3 separate regions of the Gossypium hirsutum genome follow, and all the other regions are linked to region 1. A link is a contact called in public Hi-C data. All regions are on one chromosome and are shown on one strand. The core of a region is the stretch at or near the end of the contact, and the rest is flanking DNA. Distances in the headings are between cores, read along the strand shown. Region 1 holds the start of LOC107921369 (2-phytyl-1,4-beta-naphthoquinone methyltransferase, chloroplastic). Region 2 holds the start of LOC107922333 (E3 ubiquitin-protein ligase BOI). Region 3 holds the start of LOC107921581 (axial regulator YABBY 4).

Evidence for each region. Hi-C and Micro-C count contacts between places; a contact is called where the count stands out from the background.
Region 2: a Hi-C map of leaf shows a contact between it and region 1, with 3 times the contacts expected there. The contact joins the promoter of LOC107922333 here to the promoter of LOC107921369 in region 1. A contact is called at or near these places in 3 of 34 Hi-C or Micro-C datasets (all in leaf).
Region 3: a contact with region 1 is called in a Hi-C map of leaf, with 6 times the contacts expected there. The contact joins the promoter of LOC107921581 here to the promoter of LOC107921369 in region 1. A contact is called at or near these places in 13 of 34 Hi-C or Micro-C datasets (callus, fibers, hypocotyl and 2 more).

The regions. Positions count from the first base shown.
Region 1 is chrD01:51,116,677-51,120,338 of Gossypium_hirsutum_v2.1, reverse strand. It overlaps LOC107921369 (2-phytyl-1,4-beta-naphthoquinone methyltransferase, chloroplastic), which reads right to left and starts at 1,908. Exons shown (of 8, transcript XM_016851237.2): 1 at 1,751-1,908; 2 at 1,598-1,662; 3 at 1,442-1,532; 4 at 1,289-1,377; 5 at 994-1,127; 6 at 818-879; 7 at 576-675; 8 at 1-220. The coding sequence starts at 1,870. The coding sequence ends at 120.
Region 2 is chrD01:50,890,927-50,894,588 of Gossypium_hirsutum_v2.1, reverse strand. LOC107922333 (E3 ubiquitin-protein ligase BOI) reads left to right here and starts at 1,945. Exons shown (of 6, transcript XM_016852324.2): 1 at 1,945-2,259; 2 at 2,358-2,410.
Region 3 is chrD01:50,969,956-50,973,617 of Gossypium_hirsutum_v2.1, reverse strand. LOC107921581 (axial regulator YABBY 4) reads left to right here and starts at 1,992. Exons shown (of 7, transcript XM_041087375.1): 1 at 1,992-2,195; 2 at 3,617-3,662. The coding sequence starts at 2,193.

The DNA.
Region 1 (3,662 bases), core at 659-3,158:
CTAAGGATTCAATTTAACAACAAAATCCACACTGCATTTAGAAAAGGTTAGGAATTCCTATGCATGAAGATGCTTTCCTCCTCAACAACTAAACCGAACATCAAATGCATGAAATTACTTTAACGTGCGGCTACTAGGTTCCCCATGAGGCCTCCGCCTATCTCGTAATGTCTGGCATAAGAAAACCCTGCATCTAAGGCCAGTTTCTCCAATTCCTTCCCTACAACAGAGGCCAAGTATTTATTCAAAAGCTATTGTCATATCACATCCTCCCTAAACTTCGTATCAATGGTTCCGACAGTCTGAGAACCCATACATACTGCATAGTTTCGTGTGTGGATACAGTAGTTTCATTTTTGCAAAGAAAAACATCTATTTTACAAAGAAAATCTGACTAATACGCTACTGATATAGATCTAATAGACACTTTAGTTACGGGAATCTACAACTTTCTAAACAAAGATTAAATGAAGTTAGATTTCAAAGACTTAGTTTGATAACATCTAGAAAAACGAATCATCAGTGAAAAGAAAATAATTCAGCATGAATAGACATAGGCAATTGAAGGAATGAACCTGTTAAAAATTCATCAATGGAAGTTTTCAAATACTGGTACTCCTTGGCAAGGCCGTAAACTGTTGCCGTTGGTACTACAACATTATCAATCATCCATTCCTTTCCGAAAGAAAAACTTTTGATCGTCAATGGCATCTTTCAGAATTGAACTTAATGTGCAACAAGTGCAAGGTGACATTCGTCACTACCGCAACTCTTTACGATGTTCAAATATCTAAAAAGTTGGGGCAGTGCTGTATACCTGAAACAATGCAGTAAATGGCTGCATGCTTTTATTGAAGTCGAGGATCGATACCCTTGAGCCTGCAGAAAGAAGCAACCTTTAAAGTATTTTCAATTTTCCATCAAGTTCAATTAAAAAAGAAAACCTATATGCCAACAAGAGAAACAGAAGATTTGAGTATATAGTCTATAGACCAGGCTTTAGAACTCGGAACATCTCCTGCATAGCTCGACGTTTATCAACCACATTGCGCAGCCCATAACCCATAGTAATAGCATCAAAGTAACCATTAGAAAATGGCAAATCGAGTGCATCACCTTCAACCCATCTAGATTCAATTCCAAACACAAATTATGTCATGATAAGACAAAACTTATAATGGTTTTATGCACAATAGAAGATAAGTTTGTAATACTTCACCTATGACCTCCATTATTGAAAGAGCATTTTCATACTAGTTAGTTAACGACAAGATTTACCAGTGCTCACTCAATGTTATTGTAGCAAGCCTTTGAAAGCAAGTATTGGCGTGATGAAGCAATTGATAGTTGTTCTTTCGAGAAATCGAGGCCAATTACCTACACACTTAGCACCTCAGATACTATTTGTATTTTGGTATAAAACAATTCAAAACAAGCATACTTTGCCGTCGGCACCGGCCTTCTCAGACATGAGGAAGGTTAAATCCCCGCTTCCACAGCACAAATCCAAGAGGGAATCTCCCGTTTTGGCCCTGTTTCAGTGCTTGGTAAATAAAAATTCAACGAAACAAAAAGGGGGAGAAATTTGAATACCAACCCACTCCATGATACAGCCATGCGTTTCCATATACGATGCTGACCCAAACTCAGCAAATCATTCAGCTGCAAATGTTATCAAAACCAAAGGCAAAAATTACGAGAAGAAGAAGACTGGTTGAATAAAAGGATAGAGAGGTGAAAGATGGGTTACGTTATCATAAACAGGGGCAATGCGGTTAAAAAGCTGCTGGCGGTCGCTAGCGCAACGAACGGAATGGCGTTTGAACCGGGAAGTTGGTAGTAGTGGAACTGAGAATTGAAGAGAATGCATTTTCTGTTCTTCGTCTGCTCAAGTTCTGAATTTTTACGTCTTTTTATCTTTTAATCGTACATTCTAAATACCGACGATCCAAATCAGGCCATTACTATTTAGGGCTTAAGTTGAGACCAAGCCCATCATCTTCACGGATGCTTGGACTGTTGTCAATTTTTCATAAAAACTCCTGTCTATTTTTATTTCGTCATTTCTTAGTTTTTTTTTTTACTTTTTCAAATTTTAAAATTTTAATTCTCATCAAACAATAATTGTTAAATTCATTAAGTAAAATTATGATATTTTCAAATTTTGGTGTGCAAAACATATTATTATATATGTAATGTCATGTCAACTTATTATTTCCACATAATACTCATTAAAATTCAGTTAATGAATTATCGAATGTCATTTTTGTTAAGATTGAAATTTTAAAATTTGAAAAGTATAGGGAATTAGAATGACCTAGTTGAAGAAAATGGACTAAATCTACAACTGTACATATAGTACAAAAATAGTAATTAAATTTAACTAAATGAATTTAAATGCTACTGTTTAGGGCAAGACCAAAATTTGAAAATTAGAAAAGTACAAGGACTAAAATTGATCAAATAAAAGCATAGGGACTAAATCCATAGCTTTTGCAAAGTACATGTACTAATAGCAGAATTTAACCTAGTAGAGGAGATATCGATTCGGTTCAGTCGAGATTTTTAGATTTTTTGAACCACCTATTATAATTCGGTTCAGTTCTTGGTTTTCCCATATTAATTTTTGGTTTGATTTTTTAAACTTATTTTGATAAAATAAGCTTTGTTTATGGCTTTTGACTATTATTTGACAAAAATTCAAAGGTATTTTTCGTAAATACTTCTAAAAAACAATAATTTTTCAAGAACTTTTAAATTATTTTTATTATTTTAAATATAAAATTTTTATTTTTATACCATAAAATTTAAAATTAAATATATTTTAAATAAAAAATAGAATTCAATTTGGTTTCGAGTAATCGCGGTTTTTGAACTTGCATTTCATAAACCATCTAAATACCTCAGTTCGGGTCGGTTTTTGGTTTGGTTGATTTTTTTGCTTAGCCCTAGATTACAGCCTTTCAAATAAATAAATAAAGGCACAATGTCTTATTTGACCTTTTAACTTTACAAAAAAATCATTTTAGTCATTCATTTAATTTTCGTCTCTTTTACCTCTTGAATTTGCGATTTTTGTCAAATCACCCTAAAATAGATATGAACATATATGTGACTACCATGTGGATGCCACATTAGCAATTAATTAATTTTTTGATATTTTTTAAAATTTTTTAAAAAATTATAATATAATTTATTTTTTAAAAAAATAAAAAATTATATATTTTTAAATTAAAAAAATTAATTAATTGTTGATGTGACATCCACATGGACTGCAATGTTAGCAAAGTTAACATTTGTTAAGAGCAAAGATTGAAGTTACATGAGAATCCAAAATCAATCTTGTAGTATTTTGTAGGTCAAATTTGACTAGACTTTTCGAGATGCTCTGATAGATTTTTGGGTGGTTCTTGTAATACTCCGAAAATTTTTACAGTAAGGAAAATAATATAATATCTCTGATATAGTAAAATAAGGAAATAAAGTGCTAAAAAGGGGTAATTTTGAGTTATGGAAATATTGGGAAGTATATTATAACATATTAATTCAAGAAAGGATTAAATCGCAAAAGTGAGAAAAGTTTTGTTACCCAAAGTAAATACTCAAAAATTGAGGGGTTAAAGTGTAAATATGAAAAAGTTGAAGGACCAATGGTGTAAATA
Region 2 (3,662 bases), core at 696-3,195, 230 kb after region 1:
GAGACAAAGGGAGCTAGTTTGCTAAAAATAGGAGTGTCCATCCTTTGAAACCTCCTCCAAGAGTGGCCGGCCGTGAATTGAGGAAATGTGGCCGATTTTTCCTTGACTTTTGGTCAATTTGAATGCCACAACAACTCAGGACTAAGACTCGGTCTCCAACAAATCTTCAGGTAAATCTCTAATTTCTTCAACTCTTCAAGGACCTTGTATAATTAAACCAAAAATTGGTTTGTGATCAAACATGTGCAGCCGAAAATTGGGTTGACTTGGTCCCCACTTTGGACGATTTTGCAATTAGAAAAAAACTCTCAGACCTGTCAAAAATAGCAGATAGTTTAGAGGACCAAATGAATTAATTTAACCACTTTAATTAATCAATTTACTTAATTAATTAAACCTAATTTTATTAATGAAATATTTAAAATGAATTATTAAAATATAACATTACATTTTATTATTTAATTTAATCATGCATGACTCACTTCATAGCTTAAAAATATAATATGCTTAAATTAATATAAAATAAGTCCTTTTATGCATGAAAACTATATAATAAAATATAAAATCACATTTTAATAATTTCTATGTCCTAATTTCATATTTTCACATATTTCATTAATTTATTAAACAATTACCTAGTTTTAATAACAAATTTAAGTAGAAAGGTGATGAATTATATAGGAAAAATCCTATATATTTTTTCGTTTACACATACCCAATCACTCATCCAAACCCATCCTTAACAAATCGATATCAAAATAGATAAAAAAAATAAAAAAAACAGTATTATATAAGAGTAAATTACACCAACAGTCACTCAACTTTGATGTAGCTGACAAAACAGTCACTCAGGTTTCAATTCAGCCACTCAACTTTCGAAAAATGACAAATTAGTCCTTTTAACCATTTTCCGTTACAGACGTAACGAAAAAGTGACATGGCAGTTGACAAATTCCTTGTTTTTATTAACCAGCCAGCTGGATGTTAAGCACTAATTTAAACAACCTTTTTTAACACCAATTTAGGGTTTAGTAGAAGAAAAGAAAAAAATGGAAAGTTGCACCAGTTTGGGGACCTAAGTAATACCAGTAATCCATAGGAATTTCTTGATTTGGCATCATGATTACTGAAGCTCCTCAAAGTTGCAAAGCTCCTTTGTTTTCCATTGCTTGAAAAGTCCCTTTCCAGCAGCTGTTTTATGTTAAGCTTAGAGTTTGCTTCACCTATATCAATAAATGCAAACTTGAGCAGAGTGGAGTTAAAAATTTGGGTTTGTAAGGGTTGGATTAGGACTTTGGTTGACTCCAACTCAGTTGAAATAGTAAAGACACCGCGACGGGGATTGGCAATCCGACAGCTTAAGGTTGTAGTCAATGCAACAAGCATTAGAATGCTTATCAAAGGTCTGAGTGACCTCTTCATGAGAACAATCACATTGGGGGGACGATTTTGGCAACACCCTGGTTTGTTAATTGTTGTTTTTAATCCACAATAGCAACAACTAAGGGAAGAAAAAATAATATGGGAAAAAAACCTTAACGATTTTACAGTCTCTTCTCTTCTTCTTCTTCTTCTTCTTCTTCTTCTTCTTCTTCTTATTCTTCTTCTTCTTCTACTATTAGGGTTTTTTTTCAATTTCTTCTTAAATTAGGTGGGTTTCCACGTGGACATATCCAACGTGGCTAGTTAATTGGCCGCATCAGCTAGTTAACTGGCCATGTCATTGTCCCCTTAGGTCTGTAACGAAAACTGTTAGTAGGTGATTGATTTGTCATTTTTTGATAACATTAGTGACCGATTTATCATTTTTTAAAAGTTTAGTGACTGAATTGAAACTTGAATTACTAATTTATCAGCTACATTAAAGTTAGGTGACTCGGTGTAATTTACCCATTATATAATTCATGCAAAAAATAAATTGTGAATAAAAAACTTTAATAAATTCTACTGATTTCAGTTAGCGTAACCACTAAGTAGAAAGGACTGGGCGTGCTTTGTTAATGCCACCGATTCTTAATCATTAGTATTATTCTTTTCAATAATTTTGTTCTCCCAACTTCCTCTTTCTCTCTTTTCTTTTTTTCCCTTTGGCTTTTTATTTTTCCTCTTCTATTTATTTCTTCTCTCTTTTAATTTTCTTTCTATCCGTCCGTTTTCCTTCTTTTCTTTCGTTCTTTGATTTTCTGAGGTCAATACTTTGAGATCCTAAATGATCGGTTTCTCTCTTTGATATCTTCTCCAAAAACGTTACATTTTGTGGTACGTTTTATTTATTCTTTCTACGATGTATTTTCTTTATATATATATATATATGTATATTTGTTTCTGGGTATTGAAGATTGGTTTGGGAATTGCAGATTCTGCGCAGTTACTGTTGTTGAAACTGAATAAAATAGCATACGTATCGCAGGTACGGTCTTTTAGATTGTTGGGTTTTCCATGTCTTCGATGATGTTTTCTTTAGAACTTTTATTTATTTTAGGTTGTCATTCAAAAAAAATAATTCTTTTTCTCGAGATTCATCTAGAATGTGAAATTGATCTTAATCTCCTAGTTTGTGTAATGATTATTACTCCTTGTTAATTTGATGTCTGATTTTTCCTTCTGTTTTCTCTTTTGATCTTGATATTCTGCTTTCTGGTTTTTCTTTTTGTTTCCATCACTTCATCTCCCACATTCCTTCTTGTCTAGACTTTACATCCGGTTATCTTGTCGGTAATTATCATGGAATTTTGTTGCAACCAAACAAACATAACTTCCATGTTGATCTCCTTATGAAGCATTATCCATAATTATACCTCGTACATTTTCCAACCTTCATTTTTAAGATATCACTAGGTCATCGGCGTGATTTTTTTTCCCCTATTTTTTTTTACCCTTTTGACTGTAGAATCTACTTTTGGAACCTAACTTTAATATTTCGATAGTTCAATCCGTAATTCCGTCAGATTTCTTTCCTTTTTTTTTTCAATAAATAAAGAAGATATTGAGGTAGAACATTAAAGTGTTCCTCCCCTTTTATTATCATCAGCTTAGATTAAGGTGTTTCTTTGATTCATTTGTATTTGAATTCCTAATAATTTCATCATTGTTGATATGAATGCGATTCATGTATGCATAAATCTTGGGTGCATGAATTTTGGGGGTAATAATTCATGTGGGGACCCTCGTAGTTTTTGATAGAATAGCTTAGCATTTATTGTCAACCTAATAGAGGAAGACAATTACATGATCAATTTGTTTCTTCTCCTGAATATTCAGATTAGTATATATGTATTAGTAGGGTATTATCACCAATAAAAATTTATATTGGAACATATATCTGATAAATGGCCTAGAATAATTGGCTATTGCATTATTGTGGGAAGGTGGACATAGTCAACTCTTATCCTAGAGTCATTGTACCATATTTACTGCTAAAATCTACTAGAAGCGTCCATAAAGAGTGGAAATTTCTTTTATAGCCAAATGGTTTTACAGTGTTGAAGTAATTGAAATAATATCTTGACATGATTACATATTCAGTAACTTGTCGATGAATTTGATACAGTTTTTCCATTGTAGTTCTAATCAAAACTCTCTTTTAACAAATTACTTTTCATATTTAAAAATTGTTTTATTTAGTTTTGTGCACACCCTCGCTTTGCTGATGCAAGAGCTTT
Region 3 (3,662 bases), core at 743-3,242, 150 kb after region 1:
ATATCTCTCAACATATAAGCTTTTCCAATTTTCTCGCATATCCAACTACCTTCTCTTCTGTCATTGATAAATAAAATTTTATTTACTTTGGAAGATCCATTTATATTTTCTCAAAATAACACTACCTACATCACCTTTTCACCAAAATAGACCTATATTCCTTTCTAAAGTAGCATCAATCCCATAATGGCAGTAAACGACTAAAGCCCTTGTTGTACCTTCAGTCCACCGTCCAATACAGTCATAATGATCATTTGGCCATAACATGTTTTACTTCCACTCGACATAACTACATAGCTTCATTTCCTAGAAGAAAATTATATCAACCCCAACCAATTTTTGCACTATCTTCTCACTGATGCCACTAAGTTAATCCCCCTCACATTCCACGATACAATAATCATTTTGAAACCACTTCCCAATAGTCAAGGCCACCACAATCACTAATTAGGCACTCACAAATAACCTATACAAAACTCATGGCTTAACATGATCTAACCAATCTGTTTGGGTTTGCTCAATACCCCCCCTTTTAGCAGCAATTTAATCTCCCAGATTTCCAAGTTCTAGGCCCACATTTCTCTGGATTCCTCGTCTCCATAAACTTATTTTAACCCAGGCCCATTTCCCTCCCTGGTTGTAAATTGATAATATCCTCTATTCAATTCATAAAAGCTTGGAACAATCTGTATATTTCCTTTAACAGAACACCTGGAATCTTGCCTATCTTCATAAACTATCCCATCTCTTTGCTATGTTCTAGAAAGTGAGTCAGCCCCAGGCATGAATGGTGACCCCTTGAACCAACAATCCAACAAATTCAATTAACGAATTTTGACATAATCCATGACTGTTAGGTCTTCCCATACCAACAACACAATAGTACAGCCTGATATTCTGATCATCGTCAGGCTTTTACCACACGCACCACTTAATTCATTTACTTAGTTGGTATTTAAATTTATATATCATCACCCAGGTTGTTATTTCCGCACTAACAAATGTTGACGTTACCCCGATGGCCAATCCTACTAGTGACATGTCGTAGCCTCTTAGTATGACTTGTGATAGATATAAATTAAAAAATTGTAAATCTTTTAGAAAATATAAATTACGTTTAAAAATGTATAATTTTTTGGACAAGTACAAGTATCAACTAGGTACTTTTTGAACAAGTTCATGGAGCAAACTACATATTAACCCTTAAAAAAGTAATACTATTAACAAATTAGGATAATGTGTGTAACTAAATATAAATTCAGATGCCAACTAAAAAAAATGCCACTTAGATACTTTTAGGCAAGTTTAAAAACTGAAAATAAAATAGGATTATGATTGTATGGTGAAGAAAGCTGTTACTAATCTGAAAACATCAAGAATTGCATCATGAAGTAGGAAGGATGTCGACTAAGGTTTTCATAAAAGTTTATATATGATGTTAGTTTTGGCAGACATTGCACTATGCGGTATTGCGTATGTTTAAGTGATAGGGTTAACTGTTTTATTAATTTAAAAGTGGAAGATGAAATGTGTGTGGGTGCACGTATGGATCCATCAATTAAAGTGGGTTTATCCCAAAATGGTTAAAAATTGAAAGCATATGAAAATTATATTAAAGTTATAGGAAGCATTGAGAGTCTTGATGATTTGAAGATGCTGTATTGACATTTCCATATATGAAGTATGGATGGTGGGGACATCACAGGGAGCACATGGGTGAGACAGTCAACAAGAGAGTGAAAGCAAGGTGAAATGGAAAATGGGGAAATAAATGTGAGCATTAAGGATGATGGTAGTGCATGCAAGGCAAGTAACAAGAACAAAGACAGCAGTGGAAAGTAGGGAAGTGAGGGCATTGCTCATTATCTCAATCAAACTTACCTTGTTTGAGGAAAGACAAAACCTGAGATGCCTATTTTCCTTCTCCATACACTCTTCTAGAAACTTCCCCTCCTCTTTTAAATGGTAAAAAAAAGCCTCTTGCCCTGAACTAGAGAGTAAATGTTACAGAAAACAACACATGAAAACCATTAGTCACTATGTCCCTTTTTCATCCTTTTAATGGAATTGGCTAACATCAAATGCTACACACCAAGGTTGAAGCTTGCGATTGTTTTTAGCAATTTAATTAAAACTCTGTGTGAATCACAACGTTGACAAGCTTGGGAGGGCTACTTTTGTCAGAACATGAAATGGTATTTCTTTCTTTTCTTTTTCTATTATTTTCTAAGAGAGATGATAACTGGGGGAAATGCTAGTCTCTTTTTTTTTTCTTTTCTTTTTCTATAAATATTCAAATATTTAACTTACAGTTGCATCATTGTAATTGTAAAGCACATGAGTGATTATATATTGAATTTTGGAGTAGAATTTTTTTTTGGAAAAGTAGATATGAAGTGATTATGACAATTGCCTATTCCGTCTCAACTCACCTATTATTTTATCATTATATATATATTATTTTTTATTATTTTTTGAAACATTATGTTTAAATATTTATTTGACACTAAAAAATGATAATATTAAAGATAAGTAACAAAAATTAAATTGACGCAGAACTGGGTGGGGTAGGACGAATATGGATGCATTCAACATCCATAAAAGTGATAATAATTTTTAAAATTATATATCTAATATGGAGCGAAGTGGATAGTGTAGCAGAGCATATTAACTATGAAGTGATGGTGGATTTATAGTAATATCTGTCCTCTCTCGTTCCATTGTCTTCCCTAAACTTATCTATGAATTTTATAATTTATTATTATTTTATACACTCAAATTTATTTTTTCACAAATGAGTTATGCTGTCTCATACATATGACAGGGTTATAACTTTGCTCGTAGAAATTTGTTATGCTATTGTAGATATAGAAGATACTTAAAATATTATATCTTACTTTATGATTATGATTTTGAGGTTATTTTTGTTTTTTTATATTTAAAAAAAGAAAAAAAATGCAAACTCATATAATAAAATTTGAAACTTATGTTATTTTTATTTTATTATTTCAATAAAGTTTAATTTTTACAACAATATTTTATAAATATATTTATTATATAAAAAAATTTCCATCATAAGTTAGTACAATTTATTATCGTGAATTTAAGCATTAACCACATATTTTAATCTGCTGCAACAACAACAAAGATTTGCCATATTTGAATATCATTTATTGTTCCACGAATGTATGTACTTAGTTTAAATTTGTTTAGCAACAATAATGAAAGCGCAATGCTTAAGGAATTAAGTGGTATAAGATATAACTAAAGAAAGGTAATATCCTTGTAATTAGAGTCTCTGTACAATCTATAAATCCCACCTCCCATGTATATCAAAAGCCCACCACATCATCTTCATTGTCTCTCTCTCTCTCCCCCTCACTTCCTCACACACAAACTCTCAGAAACAGACAAACTAACATCAACAAAGAAGAAAATGTCGACACTGAATCATCTCTTTGATCTCCCTGAGCAGATTTGTTATGTACAATGTGGTTTCTGCACTACCATTTTACTGGTAAAAGAAAAAAGAATGTTTTTCCCCACACTATATATGCATGCGTTAAAGTCTTTTCTCTCTCCAGCTTACGGTAATTTGGCTTTTGAAATATTGCAGGTAAGTGTCCCACGTAGCAGCTTGTCCATGGTGGTGACAGTGAGAT